Regions from separate parts of the Mus musculus genome. Here all the other regions are linked to region 3. A link is a contact called in public HiChIP or PLAC-seq data. All regions are on one chromosome and are shown on one strand. The core of a region is the stretch at or near the end of the contact, and the rest is flanking DNA. Distances in the headings are between cores, read along the strand shown.

The links. HiChIP or PLAC-seq counts read pairs in DNA pulled down with a chosen protein or histone mark.
Region 1: an H3K4me3 HiChIP or PLAC-seq map of bone marrow-derived macrophages shows a contact between it and region 3, with 3 times the contacts expected there. The contact joins two enhancer-like sites. A contact is called at or near these places in 2 of 115 datasets of contacts at active chromatin or transcription factors (bone marrow-derived macrophages and large pre-B cells) and 1 of 9 other capture datasets (adipose tissue).
Region 2: an H3K4me3 HiChIP or PLAC-seq map of bone marrow-derived macrophages shows a contact between it and region 3, with 2.8 times the contacts expected there. The contact joins the promoter of Efcab11 here to the enhancer-like site in region 3. A contact is called at or near these places in 4 of 39 promoter capture datasets (3T3-L1-derived adipocytes, embryonic stem cells, frontonasal cranial neural crest and 1 more), 3 of 115 datasets of contacts at active chromatin or transcription factors (bone marrow-derived macrophages, large pre-B cells and stem cell-derived neural progenitor cells) and 3 of 9 other capture datasets (adipose tissue, liver and macrophages).

What each region holds. Positions count from the first base shown.
Region 1 is chr12:99,900,962-99,905,083 of GRCm38.p6, forward strand. It overlaps Tdp1 (tyrosyl-DNA phosphodiesterase 1), which reads left to right. Exons shown (of 16, transcript NM_028354.5): 6 at 1,387-1,421. Among named protein-coding and RNA genes, the nearest start is that of Tdp1, 19 kb to the left of the region's middle. Within about 2 kb of position 2,205, at least 83 of the 459 cell types and tissues checked have an H3K27ac peak or open chromatin away from gene starts, as enhancers often do. A contact at or near this core is called in bone marrow-derived macrophages, where this site is marked.
Region 2 is chr12:99,881,713-99,885,680 of GRCm38.p6, forward strand. It overlaps Efcab11 (EF-hand calcium binding domain 11), which reads right to left and starts at 1,730. Exons shown (of 6, transcript NM_030172.2): 1 at 1,570-1,730; 2 at 1,050-1,145. The coding sequence starts at 1,644. It overlaps Tdp1 (tyrosyl-DNA phosphodiesterase 1), which reads left to right and starts at 2,806. Exons shown (of 16, transcript NM_028354.5): 1 at 2,806-2,840.
Region 3 is chr12:99,607,404-99,611,444 of GRCm38.p6, forward strand. All of the region lies in intron 2 of Gm26839 (predicted gene, 26839), which reads left to right. It overlaps Gm35644 (a long non-coding RNA gene), which reads right to left. Exons shown (of 4, transcript XR_001780667.2): 4 at 2,693-2,945. Among named protein-coding and RNA genes, the nearest start is that of Gm35644, 11 kb to the right of the region's middle. Within about 2 kb of position 1,363, at least 31 of the 459 cell types and tissues checked have an H3K27ac peak or open chromatin away from gene starts, as enhancers often do. A contact at or near this core is called in bone marrow-derived macrophages, where this site is marked.

The DNA of each region.
Region 1 (4,122 bases), core at 955-3,454, 290 kb after region 3:
GGTGGGGATGACACACAGGCTCATTCCATGATGTTCATTCTGGCTTTGTCACTTCCCATTTGGTTAAATCTAACTTGTTCGTGTATAAAATGGATTCCTAGTGGCATCGGTACAGCGTTTGAAAGAGTTGGTCCATTAGCCCAAAAAGAAGCATGCGCTAAAGATTATCTGCTGAAGTTGCTTTTATCCCTGTTGTTTGTGCCTTAGTCTGGCCTGAAGCATGTAACTTGTAGCCAACTAAACTCGGGAGCCAGTTCTCCTAGCCACTGTGCTTTCTCAGTTAAAAATGAGCTGGTAAAATGATTGTGTAGTTTTACAGATGTGAAATACAGTTCCTAACTTTCTTCTCTAGTCAAACAGCACAAATGCATGCTGGTCCTCATGTATTTCCCCAAGCTTCGTGGGTCTGCTAGGAGCCTCTGCAGACTGCCTGCTACCCACTTCATAGTCCAGTTGTCCATGTCTCCCCTGGCAGCCAGTCCCATCCTTCCATCCTATGGTTGGGAAAGGACACTGTTTACATAGATGTATTGCTTACAACAAAAGACCTCTTTCCTAAGCACTTAGGCATATTTTCTCATTCTCCCTAACAACTAAATCTCATAACAATAGCCCACTTTAATCAGGCAAAAGCAAAGTCATAGAACATAAGTTATTTTCCAAAGTCAGGCAAATTGTGAGGCAGGATTTGAGGCCAGGCAGTGTATTCCTAAACTGATCACTCAGCGACTTGTTTGTTCCATAGCCATTCTTTCTGGCATATCCTGCTTGACTTGGGTCTCTTGTGCTAGATGTTAGATAAAATGTTTACCCTCGACATACCGGCACTTATAAAACTCATTCTGGATTACAAGGTGGGCTTGGCGGTGTTTATCTCCAGCTTCTGCTGCCTTTGTATGAAACTTTCTCTTTCAACTTAGCATCATGATGTCTTTATGTTGCCACCAATTCCATGCTGTTTAAATCTGTTCTTAAAACTCTGTTCATGCTAACTTTCTTGGGAGCCAAATATCTTATTTAAAACTTTGTTTGGGATCACATTTATATTTTTTGGCAACTAAAAGATTAGGTTTCCCACTTATAACTTCTGTAATTAAAAATGTAATATGTATTAAATCATATTAGGTAACACCCACCCCACCCCCAAGCCCCCAACCAAAGTATTTTAAATGAGCCTGCTGCATACTGTAATAAAAGCTGTGTTCTGTTTGTCCAATAGAGGGCAGTCAAACAGTTTTGTTTTGTTTTGTTTTGTTTTGTTTTGTTTTGTTTTGTTTTGTTTTTAAAGAGTTGCCTTGTTCCCTTCCCCATTTAATTTTCGGTAGACAGGAAAATTAAGCATTTAAGTGCAACTTTTTAAAATAAATTACTTTTTTCCTATCCTAGGCAAAGTTGGATATTGCATTTGGAACACACCACACGTAAGCAACTTTTATGAAGTGGGGGAAGGTATGGTTTTAATTGGTCAAAGGACATAATCAAGGAGCTCTCTGTCAGCATGGAAGCGTGTGATCTGTGCCTCGGAGGCCTCTGCCTATTGCTTAGGACATCTGCCAAGGCCATTGGCAGACAGAATTCAAGAGTAGTTCTGTGGTCATAGACAACTCTGCGTGCTAAGTCAGGGCTTGTGACAGACCTGCTTTTAAAAGTTCTGTCATTTGGCAAGAATGAATTACATTGAATAGTCTATTATTAGTCAGCCCCATACTCTGATAAAGGAAAACTGATTTTATGGAAAGTTGCCAGTCTGCAAGGCTCCAGTGAACTCCTCTGAGATGGCTCAGGAGAAATTGGCCCACCTCTTCCTCTCACGTGAGCCAGTGACAGCTCGATTTATTTTTAACTTAGTTTCATAGCCTCTCACCAAGTACTTTTAGGGTTATTCGGCTTTTCAAGTGGAAAAAACAACAAAATGCAGTTGTCTTTACTTTAATATTTTTACAAATCACATTTCTCTTGAGGGGATTTGGCAAAAGACTGTGACAGAAGATGGCTGTTCTCTCTTTTAATCCAGGAGTGGAAGTTTGGGCCTTGCTGCCCCCAGAGAGGAAGCAGTGTGCTAGGGGTAGTGGCCGTCCTCGGTCTGGCCTGACGCTGCTTCCTGCTGAAGCTGAGATGGAAAGTGACAGTATTGTGGCTGCCTTTCTCTCTGTGTGCATACAGCAGTATTTTTGCCAGTCTGTTGTGAAAAGGAGCCAGACTGGAAGCAGTTAGGCACGAAGTGATAGTTCCATTCTCTGACTTGTCCTGGGTAACATCTACAGGCCACCCCTAATTGGTAGCTTTTGTCCACTAAGGGACAAAAGAGAATTTAGAGTGAACTCAAGTACTGACTCATGCATAAAATACTCATTTTCTAGCTCTGAGCACACAAGATGCCAATTTCAGCTCAGAATACAGATTGCTGTCAGTGGGGGCAGCTTAGCCTTAATGCAAAGCACCACACAGGAAATCCTTGTCTCTCGCCCTTAGCTGAGACCCCAGGATAAATACATTCTTGATTCTAGAAGGCCCTCTGCCAGCCCTGTCACCATTTGGGCCCCGGTATGATTTGTTGGGCCACTGGTGCCCGATTCTTGTGCTGAGCACGTGGTCTGCGCTGTGTAATGAGCTTCACAGGGGAAAAGTTCCGATGTCCCTCTGGGCTAGCAAGCAATGGAGAGCTTGTCGGTCATGCTGTCACCCCCGGGAGAGACTTGCGGGGTCAGAAGACTGCCTCAGACGCTGGCTTGGTGATGCTTCCCTGTGAATGCAGCAGGGAAGGAGCAAAGGGGAAGCTCCCCTTTGTTTAATCATATCAAAATTATTTGGTTCTTTTAATATCACACACCGGAAAGCAGAGACCTAGGATAAATGAGTTTACGTTCCTTGGGGATGAACATGGGGCTAGAGATCATTTTTAACCTTAGTTTTTAATTTGTTCTTGTTTGCTCAGTGCTACAGTTGATTCATTATTTCCTTGGCCCCGTTCAACCCTTGCTCCTTAGAGCAGCTCACACATGCACATTCTGTAGGTTAAATCTAATAGCTCACAATCCAGAGACGTCAGTGGAGTGGAACCCTCCCCAGCCAGAGAGTATCCAGGGTTTACGTTTTTGCTGGAACATCAGGATCTTGTAAAGGATTGAGATCATGTCTGGAGATTTTAGTTTATTATTTTAAAAATTAGGAGGCCGAGCTAGAAGCAGGAGTTCAAGGACAGTCTACGTGAGATCCTACCTCGCCGAAAATTATCCAAGCAATCCCTGTAATGTCACTGAGTCTCAAGTCGGTCATCCTTGTCCTTGTAGCTTTTCACCTCTGAGTGAGAGCACGAAGCATGGGAGATAGAGAAGGGGAAAGCCTCAGCTCACAGTGATGTGATAACAACTCTCCTCCCAGCCAGCAGGGACAACAGTCACTGTGAGGCAGGTTCTGGGGTGACACACACCTGAGCGATGTACTGACCAGGCATTGGCTGGGTACCACGCACAGGGCACAATAGAAATAGTCAGGATTTCACTCCATCTACAGATGTGGTCTGTCCAGCATCTCCAGGGTGCACAGTGGTTCCAGGCATGATGTGTCACACAATGCTTTAGAATGGGAAAGTTCTCTGGTTTGCCCCAGAGTTGGGCAGTACCTCTGAGGGCTCTGAGATCAATAGGGAGAAACAAAGCAGCTGAATGGACAATGTCCTCATGTAAGCAGGAGCCAGCCATAGCCTGCAGGGAGGGGCATGCTTCCCGCCTACTGCTCCAGCTGCTCCTCTGTCTCACCAAGGCCGCATCTCCCACTCACTTTCTAGTACTGAAAATTTTGACCATCCCACCTCCAGCCATGTCAGTACACACAGTGCCCTGGCTTGTGGGCATGTGTGAGTTCATGCTCATTGTGACTCAGATAGTCCTTTTCCTCCAGCTCAGGCTCTGCACTTGTGTAAAGTGAAAATGCTTTGCTCTGTCAGTAGCGTGTGGCTGCGAGACGTCTCACAGGAAATTCTCAGCTCCCAGGCATGGATCCTAAAGGCTTCTTGCCTCGCAAGCACAGCAGCTGGCATTGTGGGAAAGTGAAGAGCCTTCCCTAAGGATGACGCTTCCAAGCCTGTTCACCTCACAGCCTTTCTAGGCTACAAGGCTGCCA
Region 2 (3,968 bases), core at 480-2,979, 270 kb after region 3:
TGCCTGCCTGCCTGCCTGCCTGCCTGCCTGCCTATCTATCTATCTATCTATCTATCTACCTACCTACCTACCTACCTACCTCTCTAAAAAAAGAAAAAAAGAAAGATAATTAAAGTCAAATGTGTACATCCTTAGACTTAGCAATTATATTTCCAAGAATTTTGGTATCTTCATTTCTTTGTCATTGTTCTAAAATGTTGTCTCATTGTGTAGTCCAAATTGACCTTGAATTCCTGATCTATCAAATGCTCCCAAGTACAGCAATTACATATCCATGATTTATTCACACTCACATACACACCCAGAGGCACATGTGCGCATGTATTCCACAAAAGGCATGATCTATGGGTGTATGTAGATGTAACATGATGATCACTGAGACAATGCTTGCAGGTTAATCCAAACAACAACAAAGGGTAAACTGGCTAAAGAGAATATTGTACAACTGTATTTTAAGATGGTAATGTGGTTTGCTTTGGGTTTGTTGCTAAGTGGAAAATGGATGTTAAGATAAAACAGTGTGGAACTTCTGTAGAAGATTGTGCCTATACCTGTATGTAGAACAATACAGAAGAAACTGGTTAACCCCTGATAAGTGGGACCCCAGTCTAGCGTAAAGAGAAGGGATCTTGTGGACTGTATGAACATATTACTTTTACCAATTAAATAAAGCCACCCAGAAACTTTACTATACGTATCAGCTAGCCGGTGGATTCTTCCTCTTACAAGACCACCTTCCCCTCCCAGACTCCCACTCTCTACCACCCTATATTTCTTATAAATACTCGTGGAGATGTTTGTTGCCTCTACTGGCATAGATACCTAGTTTGCACCTGTTTGGGCCTTTAAAGGGGGGAGGGGTTTGCGGGGAATTAGGTGGTGGAGGCATTTTAGGCTTATAAATCAGAGATTTGCTCTACAGGTATCAGAAAGTATTCCTGGCCAGTTTTCTTAGGATTCATTTCTACAGCATTATCCGCCCCATCTAAAGAAGGGAGAAGAGGAAGGGAGAGAGAAGGAGACGAGGGGAAGAGAGGAAACGTTCTAACCTTGGAGGGTTTGTACCCAAACAGCATTACAATCGCAACCTTAAAGTCCTCTCGGCTTAGGTAGCCTTTGTTGTCTTCATCGCATGCTTTAAATACCTAAGGAATATTAAACATCTACAGTTAGTAAGCCAGAAACCAGAAACACAGACATCTTAAACTCAACCTGGTTGTGGAGCTTTCAAAATGCAGTTTCAGTACTCTAGTTTTAATTCTCAAGCAATATAACCGCCGAGTTAAAGATTTCCCTCTGTCCCCTCTCCCCAAAGTTTAAGGAACTTGACCAAGTTTAAGGGGCTGACAAATCCATTCCTCTAAACCGCTGGAATAAACTGTACTCGAAAGCTCAGTCCTGGGATTGGGAAGGTGATGGGACGGATAGGAGGTCGAGGTGATTATCCGTGGACAGTGTGGTGGGCGGGGAAGTGATCAGAGTCCTGCAGCAATGCCAGAACCAAGAGGGGTGACAGAAGTGGCCCTGGTCAGGCTTAAGTCTGAACTCGGGTCGCGCTCCCACACCTACTTTCACCCATTTCCTGCGTTCTGAGGCGCTGGCTTCGCCTGCTCGGGGCCTTGCGCCTGCCTCTGACAAGAACATCGCCACCGACACGGAGACCAAGCCAGGCGTCTCCTCCGCTGCAGCGAGAACACAGACCAGCCACTGCGGCCTCGCCCACCACCGCTGGGACTCAACTTCGCCGCGCAACTCCAACGTCTCCTCCCATTGGTCAGTCTCCGAGCCACTGGCGTTGATTTCGTACTGTCATTGGTTAAAGGCGCTGTTTAACGATGGGGCGGGGCCTCAAGGCCCGCTCCCAGACCTTGGCCCCGCCCCTACTCGATTTTTCTTGTCTTAAGGGAGGTCTGGTACCTCTGGGCTCTCTTAACTCGTTTTGATTGCTTTCAGGCTCTCTCCCAAATTTACAATAAACTCTTTTTGATTATTCTGACCCGTGTCATTGCTAGATTTGGCAGGAGACACACGAAGAATGTGAAAAAAAAAGCACACAAACACAAATAATGAGTGAACACCAAGATTCATTTTTAAACTGCAAGTCTTTGGACGGCCTTCGCAGAGCAGCTACTATGTTTATTTTCGCCCTCTTGGTAACCCTGGCACGTAACACTGTGTCTAGGACAATTAAACGGAATGTCCCGTTTTTTTGAATGTTTACACAGAATTGATTATTCAACCCCCCGGAAGGCGATGCCTGACGTGAGGCTGACTTAAGGAACAGCACAAGAATCCCATACCAGACATCTTTATAGAAGATGAGGAATACCCTCTACCCTTCTGGCAAATCAGTGAGATTGACAAGAACATGACCGTTTCAAAGGAGAAACCTTCAAAGGAGGTTCTGAGTCTGATGGGAGCTCATTTAACTTTTTATCTAGCAGTCGATTTTAAAGTCTGAAGCAGCTGTCTTTTTCTACCGCTCACCCATCTCCCAGAGCACGCCGCTGTCTTAGCCTTGAGAGCCTGAAGCTGCCTAAAAGCATCCCCAGAATGGAGTCGTTGTTTGCAAATTAACCTCGAGAGAGAAGCTACCACAGCTTTCTGTTTCTCTCTTCTTTCAACAGGAAACTAGCAGAGAGTGAGGCGTTCATTCGGCTCTTTTCTGGTCCTCTTGGTCTCAGGCAAATGAGGCTGTCTTTAGGACCCAGTGGGGGGCTTCCGGAAGGGGAAGCGGCTGGCTAGCTAGGCGGCGGCGCCGGCGAGTTTGAACTGCGCGCATGCGCGGGCGCGCCGCGGGGCGGAGTCTCGGCGGCGGCGGCGGCGGCCTGGCGGGTCAGGTAGGTGTCTGCCGCTGCGGGCGCCGGCTCGGGGCGGGCTCTGGCGGCAGCGGCGGCGGTAACTCTGCGCCCGCCCTCCTCATGGCGGCGCGATGGCCGCTGCCATCAGATGTGGTAGTGGAAGGCCAGCAGGGCTCGGTGAGGACCGCGAGGAGAGCGGCGAGGCCGGGGTCCTTGGGCAGGGTTCCTCCGCTCTGAGTCCCGGGAGCCCCGGACCCTGCGCTCCTAACCCTTGGGACGCGCTGCAGAGCCGCTGGCCTTCGCTCCCTCCGTGGACCACGCTCCACACCAGGGACACCGCCGTGATATTGGGCTGTCTTGAGGTTGAAATGAGTCTGTACGCTTGGAATTGTGTCTGGGCAGAGCTGAGCGCTCGGGGAACGTTGGCAGCTTTACGATTTGCTTACTGTACCCCCAAATTACTGCTCCTTGACCATCGTCAGCACCCCACAGCCCAGCTCCTGCAGAAGCGTCCTTATCGCCACGTGTGCACAAAGTTGTGTTACATATGATCATTTTAAAAGACTAGACGGGCCAAGGCACTCTCACTGGGAGTCCCATTGTCTTTAGAATAAAATTCGGCTTTTAACTTGCCTTACTGTCCCCACCCCTTCTTTCTGGACCATTCCTGTGTTACAGTTAGAACCTAGCTACCTCCTCCTGGCCTTCAGCAGGTTGGATTCCATCTGTCTGGAATGTTTCTCGACTGCCTTTTAGCCCGCGGATTCCTTTCCCTCCCAGGTCTCATGCTATGCCACAAATGATTCCAAAGAAAAGTTATCCCTGTAAAATGTAGTGAGCATCTGTAGTCATCTTGACTTTTAGGCTTTTTATGTGTTAATGTGTGCCTTTCACCCTGAAATTAAACCTGTCTAGGATAGAAGCTTTATATTATTAACTCTTTATCCCCGACCTCAATTCTGCTTACTTCCCGGCTCAGAGGAAGGACCACCTTGGAAGAATCTGGTGCCTCTGTCTTAAATGTCTGAGGAGTAGTGTCTATATAGAAGAAATACTGAGTCTGCTCAGCCAACCGGGGAATAGTGGAAGCAAGGTTCTAAGCGGAGTGCCTTTTTTTTTTTCATCAGCTGTTGTGTGTGTGTGTGTTTGTACACACACCTATACAGG
Region 3 (4,041 bases), core at 113-2,612:
TCTTAACACAGAGATAGTATCGTGGGCGTCCATGATGGGTCATGGTTGGGCTTTCACTCCTGCTCCCAATAGCTACGCCATCTTTCCAACCTCAGGAAGATGACAGCACCGTCCTTGAGGCGTTGCCAGATCACTAACTACTTTGCAATTGAGCACTCTTTTCTTCTCTCAGATGGAGACTCATAAGGCTTAACCTAAGGTTTAAGCACCTGAGTAAATCAGAAAAATGGCAGACGCCATAGAAGGGTCTGGGCTCCATTATTCTAATCTCAGGCCTTCAGGTTTTTGAAGAAAGTTCAAAGAAACACAACACAGCAATTCAAAACCACTTGTTAAAAAATGTGAGGGTTTTTTTGTTTTTGTTTTAGAAATAAGCTCAGCCTTCTGAAGCTGTCATCAAAAGCAGCCCAAAGAGAGGTTAAAAAGTAGCTCAGCGAAGTGCTTTTGTGCAAGCATGAAGAACAGAGTTTGGATCCCAAGGATTCCTGTAGAAAGCTGGGTGTGGCAGCACACACTTATGATCCCAGTGCTGGGGCAGCAGAGCCACCGTGCTCCCTGGGGTCTACTCCAGCCAGTCTAGCTGAACGGATGGAACTTCAGCTTCACTGACAGATCTGCATCAGAAATTAAGGCAAGCAGTGACAGAGGAAGATGCCTAATGCGCACACGCACACGCGCGCGCGCGCACACACACACACACACACACAGAGAACCACCACTGCAGCCAATGGAAGAAAAATAAGTTTGGTTTTAATCTTCAGGAATATGGACAGAAAAAAAGGAGGGAGAAACAAAATTTTCTATTTTACAGGAATTCAAACCATTGAGCCTTCAATGTGTCCTTCTTTGACATCCTTTGGGTCAAGGAGGCAAAGATTCAGGTTCTAATTAGAAAAGTGGAGCCCAGCATAAGTTCAATATTCTTCCACCACCCACACCACCTGCAAAACCGTGGAGAAGGAAGTATTCGGCTCAGCCCCGGAGGGAGTGTGCCTGGTGCATAAATCCTTACTTTCTTAACACTCTCCTTCTGGGGCTTTTACATTCAGCACAAGGAGTGGGAACTGCAAAAATAGACCTCGTGTTTCTGCAGAAGTGAAAGACTTATTGCATAATGGTGGTAAACTGCATCTACTAGAGCCACGTGCCCGCATGCAAACACCAACTCAACTCAAAAATAGATGAGTTTTTTGTTTTTCTTTTTTCTTTCTTCTTCTTTTTTAGATATCTAGCCTTAAAAGAAAAATGTGGGGTCACATGAGTAAAGTTAAAAAAATGATATTGGGAAAATAGAATGGTGTTAGCTAGTCAAAAAAAAAAAATCTGGTCAACAAATTCATTTAATTCCCAATGACTTCTCCCCAGCTGCAAGTTTCTCTTTACTTCTTCTTCTTCTTTTCTTCTTTTTCCCCTTTGTAAGAACGCTACAGAAATGGAAAGGAAATCATCTGTAAACAGAAAGTATCGATCTTGGCAGAAGCCCTGTAAGGCACACGCGTACCACTTCCTTCCTTCCTTCCTTTTGATCCCCAGTAATAAAGGGAGAGAGAAAACATTCAGACAAACTGTCAGAAGGAAAGGTCGCATCCCCTGACCCTTACTCAGCCTTTCCCATGTCTCCTCCTGAGGTTCAACCAGACCCTCGAATCAGAGCAGAAAAAAAAAATTCCTTCTTGCTTGATAACGGTTCATCCACTGAAGCCAGTTGATCTGTGACTATGAAACGGTTGATACGGGCAAGGCCTGAGCTGGGAGGAGAGGAAAATGGAAAGAGAATGTTCGTTTTAAGAAGTGTAAAATCTTTCCGCCAGATCAGCGCCATCATGGACACGAGTCGCGTGCAGCCCATCAAGCTGGCTAGGGTAACCAAAGTGCTGGGCAGGATTGGTTCGCAGGGACAGTGCACGCAGGTGTGAGTGGAATTTATGGGTGACACCAGCCGCCCTATCATCCAAAATGTCAAAGGCCCCCTTCGAGAGGGTGACATGCTCACCCTATTGGAGTCAGAAAGAGAAGCTCGAAGGTTGTGCTTGATGCTGGGTTCTGGATATCCACGATTTAGCCCATGGAATGACCTACAATTGTTAAATAAAGCATTTGTATTAAAAGAAGAAGAAGAAGAAGAAGAAGTATAAAATCTAGGATGTAGAAAGGCAGCTTGCCATAAAGTGCGGAGTGAAGCAAGTGTTACAATAGTGTGATACAAAGGCAGCTAATGCCCTGTGAGAGCTCCTGCGTCAGAACGCCTGGAGGTACTGTTTGCTTGCTAGAAATCTAGGTGCTGTTCTGGAAAATACAAGTTTAAGAGGAGATGGAAGAGAGACTCTAAGACTGTCCAACCTAAGAGTAGACAGACAGGCTGAGGACAGCATGGCCTCCAGCCACATCCCTGAGTCTGAAGGGAAAAAGTCCCAATGGACAGAATCCTCCCACCAGTAGCGTATCCAGAGCATAGCCAGCACCCAAGGTCACGTCATTTGTCTCCTGGAGGGGCTATTTTTGGAACCCATGTGACAGGGCACTGACAGTGTTTTAAGCAGCTGGACAGTCCAGACAGGAGTTGGATCACAGAAGACAAACGAGGGGACACTATGTGCTTCCCTTTGCAATCCTCAGTGGTGCCCCCCCCACCCCCCCGCAGCTTCAGAAGAAAGGCCAAAACCTTTTAAAAAGGCTTCCCTTGGTAAACCGGAACAGTATTCGGTATCCTGGGTGGCTAAACAGCAGGGAAGGAGGGTACAGCACAGGGCTTTAGGGCTGATGCGCAAACCTGGTTCTCTCTGGACTTGGTGTTCATTTATATCCGGGCTTCTCGGACATCATCTAAGTATTGGGCGCTGCCGTAAATGCTGGGAACGCCATGATCAACCAGTTAGACTCAAGTGGCTTCGTTCTGCTTGGGCAAACCAATTGCCTGCATACGTGATCGTTCCGATGGGTGTGTGCTACACAGGAGGAAAAAGAACAGAAAAGTATCAGAAGTTGAAGTTGACATCAAGGGAGTCTGAGGTTAGGAGGTTCTTAGGCAGTGTTTCCCAGGGTTAAGAAGCAGATGGGCAAAGCAAGCCACACGCAGAAGTCCCTACAATCACGCATGACGTCAGGACTGGACAAAGGTAGTTATGACTATTCTGTGGCTGTGACAGTTCCTTGTGTGCATGCTTTGAACAACCCTAGGTTATAAAACACATAAACAGGAGTTTTAGGAACCCAGGGGAAATAGACCTTTGAAGTTTGGTTAAGTTTGTAGAAAGGTGTTTTCCCTGGGCTGGGTAGGGTTTTGGCAGGTGGGGAACAGAAGCAAATTGGACTCTAAAAGAGGAAGGAACATGAACATGAAACACAAGTACATTAGTATGTGTGCCGATACCATGAAGTAGCTATAGATTTTTTTTTTCCATTAGGAAATGGAATCTTTAAAAGGTGAAACCATTGAAAGAAGTGTTGAAGGTCACCAACATATTTGGCGATAAAGTTCAAATGTAACCAAGTCTAGATGGAGCCCACATCGCCCTTCTGAAAGCACATGGTGCATAGTGAGCTTTTAACAGTGGCTGTTACTATAGGCATCAGTAAGACTGCAACAGCCACCATGGTGCCCAAGGACGGAGCGGGAGGTGACCAGAGCAGGCATGGAATGACAAGAGTCACAGGTGGGCTTTGAAAACTCTGTCCACGTGACCTGCATACTCTGGGCCAGAAATAGCCAATGGCAGACTGAAGAGATGGCTCAGGTAGCTACCGTGGTTGCTGTGCAAGTATGGGGACCTGGATGGATGCCCAGCTCCCTTGAGGATAAGCTGGGGGTGGTGCTGTGTTCTGTAACCCCAGCACCTGGGGAGGCTGAGGCAGGAGGCTGCCGGGGCTTGCTGGCCAGCAAGTCTCACCTAACCAGTGAGCTCCAGGGTTAGTGAGAGACCCTGTCTCAAAAGGGGCGGGGCTGAGCATGAGAGAGGAAGACACTGAGCCCTAGCCTCTAAGCACATGGGTACCTGAATACACACCCAAGTGCTAAAGCATCAAGTCCTTTGTCCCAGGATC